Linked DNA regions of Mus musculus: regions 1 and 2 are each linked to region 3. Evidence: chromatin contacts called from public capture Hi-C and promoter capture Hi-C data. All regions are on one chromosome and are shown on one strand. Each heading gives the region's core, a stretch centred on a gene start, on an enhancer-like site or on the middle of the called end of the contact. The rest is flanking DNA. Distances are from core to core; before and after follow the strand shown. Region 1 holds the start of Klf17 (Kruppel-like factor 17). Region 2 overlaps Eri3 (exoribonuclease 3). Region 3 overlaps Rnf220 (ring finger protein 220).

What was found. Promoter capture Hi-C pulls out the DNA fragments that hold promoters and counts their contacts. Capture Hi-C pulls out chosen DNA fragments and counts their contacts.
Region 1: a contact with region 3 is called in a promoter capture Hi-C map of embryonic stem cells, with 7 times the contacts expected there. The contact joins the promoter of Klf17 here to the enhancer-like site in region 3. A contact is called at or near these places in 9 of 39 promoter capture datasets (cranial neural crest, embryonic stem cells, frontonasal cranial neural crest and 4 more), 1 of 15 datasets of contacts at CTCF or cohesin (the NIH/3T3 cell line), 19 of 484 Hi-C or Micro-C datasets (the G1E-ER4 cell line, the HL-1 cell line, cerebellum and 8 more) and 3 of 115 datasets of contacts at active chromatin or transcription factors (embryonic basal ganglia and embryonic stem cells).
Region 2: a capture Hi-C map of embryonic trunk shows a contact between it and region 3, with 3 times the contacts expected there. The contact joins two enhancer-like sites. A contact is called at or near these places in 1 of 15 datasets of contacts at CTCF or cohesin (stem cell-derived epiblast-like cells), 3 of 484 Hi-C or Micro-C datasets (embryonic stem cells, gonadal supporting cells and muscle stem cells), 18 of 115 datasets of contacts at active chromatin or transcription factors (VIP interneurons, acute myeloid leukemia, embryonic basal ganglia and 10 more) and 2 of 9 other capture datasets (embryonic tail and embryonic trunk).

What each region holds. Positions count from the first base shown.
Region 1 is chr4:117,764,020-117,767,124 of GRCm38.p6, reverse strand. It overlaps Klf17 (Kruppel-like factor 17), which reads left to right and starts at 1,459. Exons shown (of 3, transcript NM_029416.2): 1 at 1,459-1,624. The coding sequence starts at 1,580.
Region 2 is chr4:117,643,846-117,646,638 of GRCm38.p6, reverse strand. The region is part of intron 7 of Eri3 (exoribonuclease 3); the gene reads right to left. Among named protein-coding and RNA genes, the nearest start is that of Dmap1, 37 kb to the left of the region's middle. Within about 2 kb of position 1,333, at least 54 of the 459 cell types and tissues checked have an H3K27ac peak or open chromatin away from gene starts, as enhancers often do. A contact at or near this core is called in muscle stem cells, where this site is marked.
Region 3 is chr4:117,329,010-117,331,801 of GRCm38.p6, reverse strand. All of the region lies in intron 2 of Rnf220 (ring finger protein 220), which reads left to right. Among named protein-coding and RNA genes, the nearest start is that of Gm40231, 11 kb to the right of the region's middle. Within about 2 kb of position 1,506, at least 35 of the 459 cell types and tissues checked have an H3K27ac peak or open chromatin away from gene starts, as enhancers often do. A contact at or near this core is called in embryonic stem cells and muscle stem cells, where this site is marked.

The DNA of each region.
Region 1 (3,105 bases), core at 210-2,709, 440 kb before region 3:
CCCAATCAGATGCCTCAGAATATCCTGCCTATAATGAATCCATCCCTACAGAGTGACTCTCTGTAAGTGTTCTCTGCAAACGGAAAGGGCACCCACCAGCCACCGCCCAGGGACTCAGGGAAGTGCCCCTCTCTGTCCCCCAGTTCTCTTCCCCCATCAACTCAGTAAAGCACTAACTTCTGCTCATCACCTGTTATCTTAGAATGTCATACACTGAGCTGGGCGTGGTGGTGCAAGCCTTTAATCCCAGCACTTGGGAGGCAGAGGCAGGCAGATTTCTGAGTTCGAGGCTAGCCTGGTCTACAAAGTGAGTTCCAGGACAGCCAGAGCTATACAGAGAAACCCTGTCTCGAAAAACCAAAACCAAAACCAAAAACAACCCCCCCCCCCACACACAAAAATGTCACACACTGACCAAGGACAGTCATTCATACACACACACACACACACACACACACACACACACACACACACACACACACTTTTATTTTGCTAGTGGTTTGCTTGTTTTTTTGGCTGGTTGTTTTTGCAGGACCAAGTCTTGCTGTCCTCACTGCCCAGACTGTTCCTGTACTCAGCATCCTACTGTCTTTACCCTGGGATTACAAATGTGTGCCACCTATGCCCAGATTCAAAGGTATATTATATTACTAACTTAATTTTAAATTTGAGATGGAGTCTGCCCATTCAGGAACTCAATATATAGATCGGGATGGTCTTGAATTCAGAGACCTGTCTGCTTGCCTTATTTCTCTCCAAAATAAATCATTTTTTTTTAACATTTATTTTTATAGTGTGAGTGCTTTGCCTACAGGCATGCATGTTCACCTGCATGGTACCCAAGGCAATCAGAGGAGGGTGTTCAATTTCCTAGAACTGGAGTTACAGAGAATCAGCGCCCCCACACCGGGTATGGTTAATACTGTGGGATGCCTAAATTGTACGGTGTGGGCATCTGGGCGTCACTTTGCATGGAGGAAGGACAGAGGCGCTCCTCCTTAGCCCTATGAAAACCTACTGTGTTGGTCTGGAGGGATTATGGTGTCTCTTTTGTCTACAGAGGCTGTGCACCCTTCCTGTGTTATCAAGCCTTTCTTCTGTTTCTCCACTGAGATCAGAGAGACTGGCTTGACTGAAGTCTCAGATCGCGGTTTCCCCAACACTCCTTTCTGTCAAGCAGTTGCTCAAAACTGTAGGTTAGAGGGTCTAGGTAGAGAAGGGCGGAGTGGGGTAGGGGATAGGGGGTTTGTGGAGGGGAAACTGGGAAGGGGGAATAACATTTGAAATGTCAAAAAATAAAATAATAACCAATAAAAACTGGGGGGAAAAGTGCTAACGTTCAGTGGTTTCCCGGACCCTGCAGGCATAAGGCCTACAGAGTTCTGGGATTGCATGGATGCTGAGTTGGGAGGGGACTGGGTGGGTGGGTGTGGCCTTGACTCCGCCCAGTGCTCAGAGGCAAATAAAAACTCCACGCAGCCATTGTGGGATTATGGCGTAGTAGTGTTGGGACCCACGCCTGTGACGGTGTAAGGGCCGGGCAGCCTCCCGTTTGTTCTCAACTTGGGTCTCAGCCGGCATGGAGCAGGACAATAAGGAACAGGCTATGCACCAGCCTCCCATGGTGAGTCTTTGGTCCACCCTAGGGTGGCGCAGGTGTTGGTGAAGAATGGAGGGTGTGGATGGGGTGAGGCTGGCGGTGGGGGGGGGGGGGGAGGGAGAGAGGGCACAGCCCAAGGGAGGCTTGTTTAGTCAAGTATGTTTTAAAGCAAGCGTTAGAGTCTGTGTTGGGGGGGAAGGACTCACCTGAACTTTATAGAGAGGAGTCTGTATACCACCATGTGAGGGGTGGGGAGGGAAAATTTACTAATTGGAGCCCTTTGCCAAACTCAACTAATAGTTCTTGGGTTACTTTTTTTTTTTTTTTCTTTTTCGGGAGGAGGAGGGGAGTTTAAAGATGGTGTTGCTGGGCAGTGGTGGCGCACGCCTTTAATCCCAGCACTTGGGAGACAGAGGCAGGCGGATTTCTGAGTTCGAGGCCAGCCTGGTCCACAGAGTGAGTTCCAGGACAGCCAGGGCTACACAGAGAAACCCTGTCGTGTCTCTGTGTAGCCCTGGCTGCCCTAGAACTCTCGGTAGACCAGGGATCTGAGAGCGATTGTAGGGACAGATTTGTGTACTGCCGTTGAGGAGGAAATTTATTTATTTGAATCCTTTGCCAGACTCCACTGGTAGTTTTGGGGAGTCCGGGTAGGGGGGAGGTTGAAAGATGTTTTTTCTTTGTAGCCCTTGCTGTCTTGGAACTTTCTCTGTAGACCAGGCTGGCCTCAAACTCAGGTCTACCTGCCTCTGCTTCCAGTGTTGGGATTAAAAGTGTGAGTCACCATGCTATTTTTTTAAATTTAATTATTTTCTTATTTTGAGACCAGGTCTCTAGGTAGTCCTCTTGTTCTGGGCTATGTAGACCAGACTAGCCTCAAGCTCAGAGACTGGCTTGCCTCTGCCTTCCAAGTGCTGGGATTAAAGGCGTGTGCCACCACTGCCTGGCACCACAACTGTTTTTAATAACAAATATTAAAGCCTCTAACCCAACCCCGTCTCCAAATGTGCTCTTAAATAGGGAGGCTCACTTGAAGGCTAGAAAGCTATTGTGACAATCCAGGTGAGGGTTTAAATAGTGAGCCCTAACATGCAGAAGGAGAATCTAAACATGGGGAGTTATTTTGGAACCGGAACGAGGACTGGTGGGAAGTATTTGGGAAATAGAGGGCCACTCCTGGTGGGAAGAGGCCAGGAGCCCTGGAAGTAATCCTCCAAAAACTTTGTTAAGACAGTCTCTACAAAGGCTGGCTATCCTGGAATTCATTATGTAGACTAGGCTAGCCTCTTAACTCACAGAACACATGCGGCTCTGCCTCATGAGTGCTGAGACTAAACGCCTGCACCCTGACACCCGGCCTCCCCGAAAGTCTTACTCCAAGTCAGGCACAAGTCTACTCTGATCTATCTTGGCTGTTCGCCGTGCAATGGCGTGTTTTACACATGTATGATGCATATTGAGCACATTCATCCCATATGCCCCTCATACCACCTCCGATTCCTGCT
Region 2 (2,793 bases), core at 84-2,583, 320 kb before region 3:
CAGGGGGTATGAGCCAGGAGGAGGGGGTGGCATGTGCACATGGGTCTGCCAAGCTCCTAATAAGAGGGATTTAATTTTTACAAATGCTGCTTCCAGCGGGGCCTTCACATACCAGCCAAAGTCCAAAATGATATTAAAGACGGTTAATTAAAACTGCTCTCCTTCAGCCTGGGACCCCCCTGCTGCCCCTGCTGAGAACACTGGCATATCTCTCCCAGAGCTTACCCTATGACATGGCCACCGGCCTAACAGAAGCAGCCTAGCTTCAGTACCTCAAATAACCGCCCTCTGCACCCCCAAAAAACCGTTGTCATTTGGGAACCTAACAGGCACAGCTGCAGTCACAGTCACAGACAATGCAGAGACACTGAAGCTCTTAGAGCAATACAACTTATGTTTCTGTCACCGTGTACTCTGGACCCACACCTTGCTATTCCCTTTGGAAGCCTACCATCCCCAGAAATATGACATCAGGAAGTAGCTCCACTGTGTACACGCTCACCCACACATGCCTTAGCCACTCCCTCCAGTGATTGCCATCCTGTCATCCTCCTAGAGAGACTGCATCTGTAAACAGCCTTAGCAGAGTCCTGCTCAGGGCAAGGTATACAAGTTATGTTGCAAGGACTCTGGTTGGAAAGACAAGGCTGACAGCTGGCAATCAATCAGAGCAGAGGGCTGAGCCTGTGTGGGCTGCAGGAGTGTTACTGGAAAGCCTGAGCACAGACACCAGGAAGCACTTCAGTGCTGGCAGAAAATGCAGTCAGGACAAAGGAGAATGGAAGGAGTGGGGAGAGGCTTCTTCTTGCTCCCTTCCTTTCAACTTGTAAAGAAGGATCAGGGGCAAGAAGCTTCCTAATCTCCATCAGTGTGGGGCAGGCATCTGCTCTGAGAGCTCTCTCCAAGCCCTGTACCTGAGCTACTTCAAGTTGTCTGGCTAAGGCTTCCCCACGGCACCTCTCAGCCGTGATGACCTGTCTGCACAGCTGTGCAGTTAGCGCCTAACCCTCAGGGTTCCCAGGCAGGGGAGAGGGTGGAGCCGTGGAAGGATGGTTTCCAAGGAGAGGAAGATGACTTCTGCGGACAGAAGCTTTTAAGTTCTGTCCATACCAGGCACTCAGATGCTGAGCCAGGAGGACAGGTGGAGTTGGATTGAAAGCTGTTCTATCTACTGAACCAACCCACCCTACCCTGTCAGGCAGGCACGCACACTTCCCTTCCCCTGGGCTGCTGTAATTTCCATGCACAGGGAAGCAGGTGCCGAGCTGCTCCCGGCTGGCTTTCCCCTCTTGTGGCTCTGCCCGCCTTGGCTGCTGCCCCATTAGCTTAGTGGCCAGCCATCTGCGACGGACGGGGCTGCTGCACAGCCCTGCTGTAGGCGCGGCGGGTGGCCCCCTGTGTAACAGGGAGCTTTGCCATTAGCGCCTTTAATATTCTGACACCTCAGCACAGCCTGCTATTACATGCAAACGCTGATCGCCCTGTGAAATTACATTGCTGGGCCCGCGAAATGGAATCGTGTATAATCAGCCTCCTCCATGCACTGTCAGTCCCATCACAAACACGGCGCCCGGCGGCTTACGGGGGCTTAGCAGCTGCGACAAGTGTATTGGGTTTAATAGATGAAGTAGCCCTCAACGGCAGCAGCATCAGATCCTTCAGAGAGGAAAGAGGAGGCATGAGCAGCTGCTCTGGTGTCCCTGCCCACCCACACACTACCTGACAGCCAGTGGACAGCGCAGGAAAGAGGTTGGGTAAAAGGCTAGAACCTAGCTCATACTGCAGACAAAAGTAGACTACTTAGTAACTTCCAGAATACCATGTACCAACGCATCCAGTCACCTGCTGACAAGGAGAGGAGCAGGTCTTTAACTAAAACCTCTGGATGACTTGTCACCCTGCATACACGCCCAAGACTGGTAAGCTTTTTCTTACCCAGTAGACCATGCCCTGCAGAAAAGCAGTGCATTCAGAGCTCAGGTGTCAAGACAAATCTGCACTTGACTCTGGGTCTGCAAGTTAGCACTATAACCTTGAGTGAGTTACTATGTGTTTCCACAGTTATCCGTACTACAAAAGAAGAAGAGGAAGAGGAGGAGAAAGAGGAGAAGGAGGCGGAGGCAGAGGAGGAGGAGGCAGAGGAAGAGGAGGAGGAGGCAGAAGAAGAGAAGGAGAAGGAGACAATGACACTTGCTGTGTGTGTGCCTGTGGTGTCATCTTCCAAGACATGTGCTACCTTTAAGAACACTACTCTCTCCTTTACAGGTTCAGTCTTACACCAACTGTATTTTTCAAAGATGGCCACAGTATCTTCAAAATAGCCCTTAGAGAGGTTACAAAGAGAACCCATGATATTGGATAAGATGGGCACTGCCAGCCAGCCAGCCCTTGCTGCTACAGCCACACAGTGTGCTAGATCCTGCTAGATAGTATCCACAGGAGAGCCAGGGCTTTTATATATAACTGAACTTTCCAGAATTTGTTGGGATCATTTAATTTGGGAATGATCAGAAGTGGGTGATAATTGCAGTCCAGTACCTCCTCTTTTCTGCATATACCCTGTAGGTATCTTCAAATTCCTCTCTCCTATAGCTTTTGGACTATTTCTCTCCCTATGGAACTTTATTCCAAATGATCATCACTGTGGGCAACTTCAGTACGTACAGAATAACACAGTATAGAAAATTTGCCCCTCAACTTATTGACTCCTGGGTCTCAGTAATGACCTTCTATAAAATGAGCCATATCTGCCTCCTTCCATCTCCGCACAGCAATAACCTGGGCCTCATCACC
Region 3 (2,792 bases), core at 257-2,756:
CATGGGAGAGGTCTTGGTGTCAGGAAAGCTGATACTGACCTTAAAGCTCTCTAATTCCAGGACTGTCTGTGGTGTAAAGTGACCCGGTAGGAGCCACAGACACAGGCAGAATGACCACAGTCTCCTGGGCTGCTGAGGGAGACCCATGGGAAGGAGAACAGCCACAGGGAAAGCTCTGTCCTGGAAAGCAAAAGGGAGGTGAGAGGACAGGTGCCCAAGAGAGGACCTTTGTCCCCAAGAGTAGATGGCAAGAGTCAAGGAGGAAAGAGAGCAGCGAAATTGGGGGCGGGGGCGGAGGGCATTTTAAGAGAAAGGTTGCACACAACTTTGAAGAGAGAAGAAGAAAATCCTCAAGAGGAAAAGAATGGCCAGGGTCACCGTGGGGAGCACGGGAGTGGCTCTAGAAGAGGCCACACAGTTCTCAGGGAGCTGGTGCTCTTGTAGTCACAGATGTTGGGATAACAAACGGCCCAGGCCCTCATTCACTCCCTCTTCTATAAAACAAGCGCTGCTGACTTGCCTGACCTCACAGGCTCGGCAGGCACTGAGGATTAGACAAACTGCCTGTAAAGCATCAAGGCCCCACATTTGCTCTGCAAATGGCTCTCTCCTTACTAGATGCTAGTCCGATAGCTCCTGGGCATGAGTGTGCATTTCTGTCTCTGTCAAGATTTTGCGTGTGTGTGTGTGTGTGTGTGTGTGTGTGTGTGTGTGTGTATACTGTATGGGCAAGAGTTATGTGTGGGCTGGGAATGGGGCACCCTGTGAGTCAGCTATTGTGTGTGTCATTGCCTACAGCTGACCCCAAGGCTGTAAATCCTGCCTCTATGCCCGCTAGAGTGAGCACTTTATAGCTCAAGGTCAGGCCCATGAATCAAGAGAGGGGCTGGCAGGAAGCAATCAGGCGAGCTGGGTGGAGCTGAGAGGGAGTATTCCTCCGCATTTGGACCACTTGAAGTAGCGTCCTGGGCTAATCTTGGAATCCTTACTTCAGGAACTTGGCTAAGAGGCCTTCCATTCTGAGACAGGCCTCACATGTATTCTAGGTGCCAACACAGCTGGGGTGGTGGCGAGGCTGGGGTGGGGGTTCATGCCTTTCTCTTGGGTGGGGTGGGGGGATGAGGATGAGATCCGGAGCCCGTGATCGGGCAGATGTGGGGCGGCTGCCCTCTGAGCCTGATGCTTTTATTTCTTCTTTGCCTTTCCAATCTGTCTTAGGGAAAGTGGCCCCAATAAGGCAGCCCTTTTGCTCTGAAACCTTTTTATGACTCCAGCCATAATTAACTCGAGTAATAAAATTTTTCAAATCCAAATAGATATAATTAACATTTAATGCCCCTGGTTGGTGCTGGTGGCTGGGCCCATTAAGAGCGCAGTATTGATTGAGAAGGTGAGCCAGCTGGGCCTGCCGCTAGGCCAGGGGGCAGAGGTGGCTGGAGCCAGGGCTGGCTATGAGCAGGGCTCCAGCCCAGGTGTGAGGAGTGTGGCAGATGGCCAATCCCCACCCCCCACCAAGGGGATCACTGCAGTACTAGTGGCCTGCCCACTCTCAGGCCCTGTGGTCTCCAGTACCACTCTGATCTACCTTCCCACCAACCCTCTCATGGCTTTCCTGTGCCCACAACCTCCCTCCTCCCCACAGAATGTTCCCAGCTTCCCTGGACAAGGCTGCTTTCCCTGAGGAGCACCTGGCTTGGGTATAACTTCTGCTCTTCCCAATTCCCCTTGTCCCCCTGGGTGGCCCAGGCTGAAGGCCTGTTGGTCAGAAGAGAGACCTTAGCTATTACTCAAATAAGACTTGCACTTTCCAGCCTGCCCCTCCCCAGGGAGCTGTAAAGTGGTTCAGTGTAGGGGGCACTCACAAGAATCCCAGGCCTTCCACTTCTGCAATGGCACTGACAGGCAAGTCAGCAGGCTTCTCTGAGCCTCAGTGTTGTCCTCTGTGAAATGAGGACAGTGGGACTGTCCACCTCCAAAGCCGAACAGCATACGCTTTAACCTGTCTCATACAACAACACAAGATCCTAGGTCATAATAATTATTGTCTCCGGGCGGTGATGTGGCTCAGTTGGTAAAGTGCTTAGCTGTATGACACGAGCCCCGAGTTCCCAGCACAGCATAAGGAGAGAGAGAGAGAGAGAGAGAGAGAGAGAGAGAGAGAGAGAGAGAAGCCAGGATGGTGATGCACTTGTAACCCCAGCAGTGTACTGTAGAGGCAGGAAGGTCATTGAAGGTCACCTGTAGCTACGCAGCAAGTTTGAGGCCAGCTTCGGCTGCCTGAGGCCTCAAACCTCTGTCCTTCATGGAAAGAGAGAAAGAAAGAAAGAAAGAGAGAGAGAGAGAGAGAGAGAGAGAGAGAGAGAGAGAGAGAGAGAGAAAGGAAGGAAGGAAGGAAGGAAGGAAGGAAGGAAGGAAGGAAGGAAGGAAAAGAGAAAGAAAAAGGCTTAGAAACGCAAAACTCTCAATGTTTTGTATTTAGTCTTTTCTAATAGCTAAATTGAACACACATTAATAAACAATATCTAGGCCAGGAACCACCTAGCAAACATCTCTCTGGGAATAGGTAGATCCAAAACCTCGGTACTTGGCATGCCTGGTCTGGAGGGTACAGGGCAGAGAAATGAGTGCCATCATCCCCCTGGCTTAAGACTACAAGAAGGTGTGTAGGCTGTGGGTCTTGGTACAAATGAGGAGAAAATAGTACTGCCAAAGATGGACTCCGCCTGCTGCAGCCCCTGTGTGTGACAGAAGTGCTGGCACAGCTGTGGCTTTTAGACAGTGCATTTTCTGTA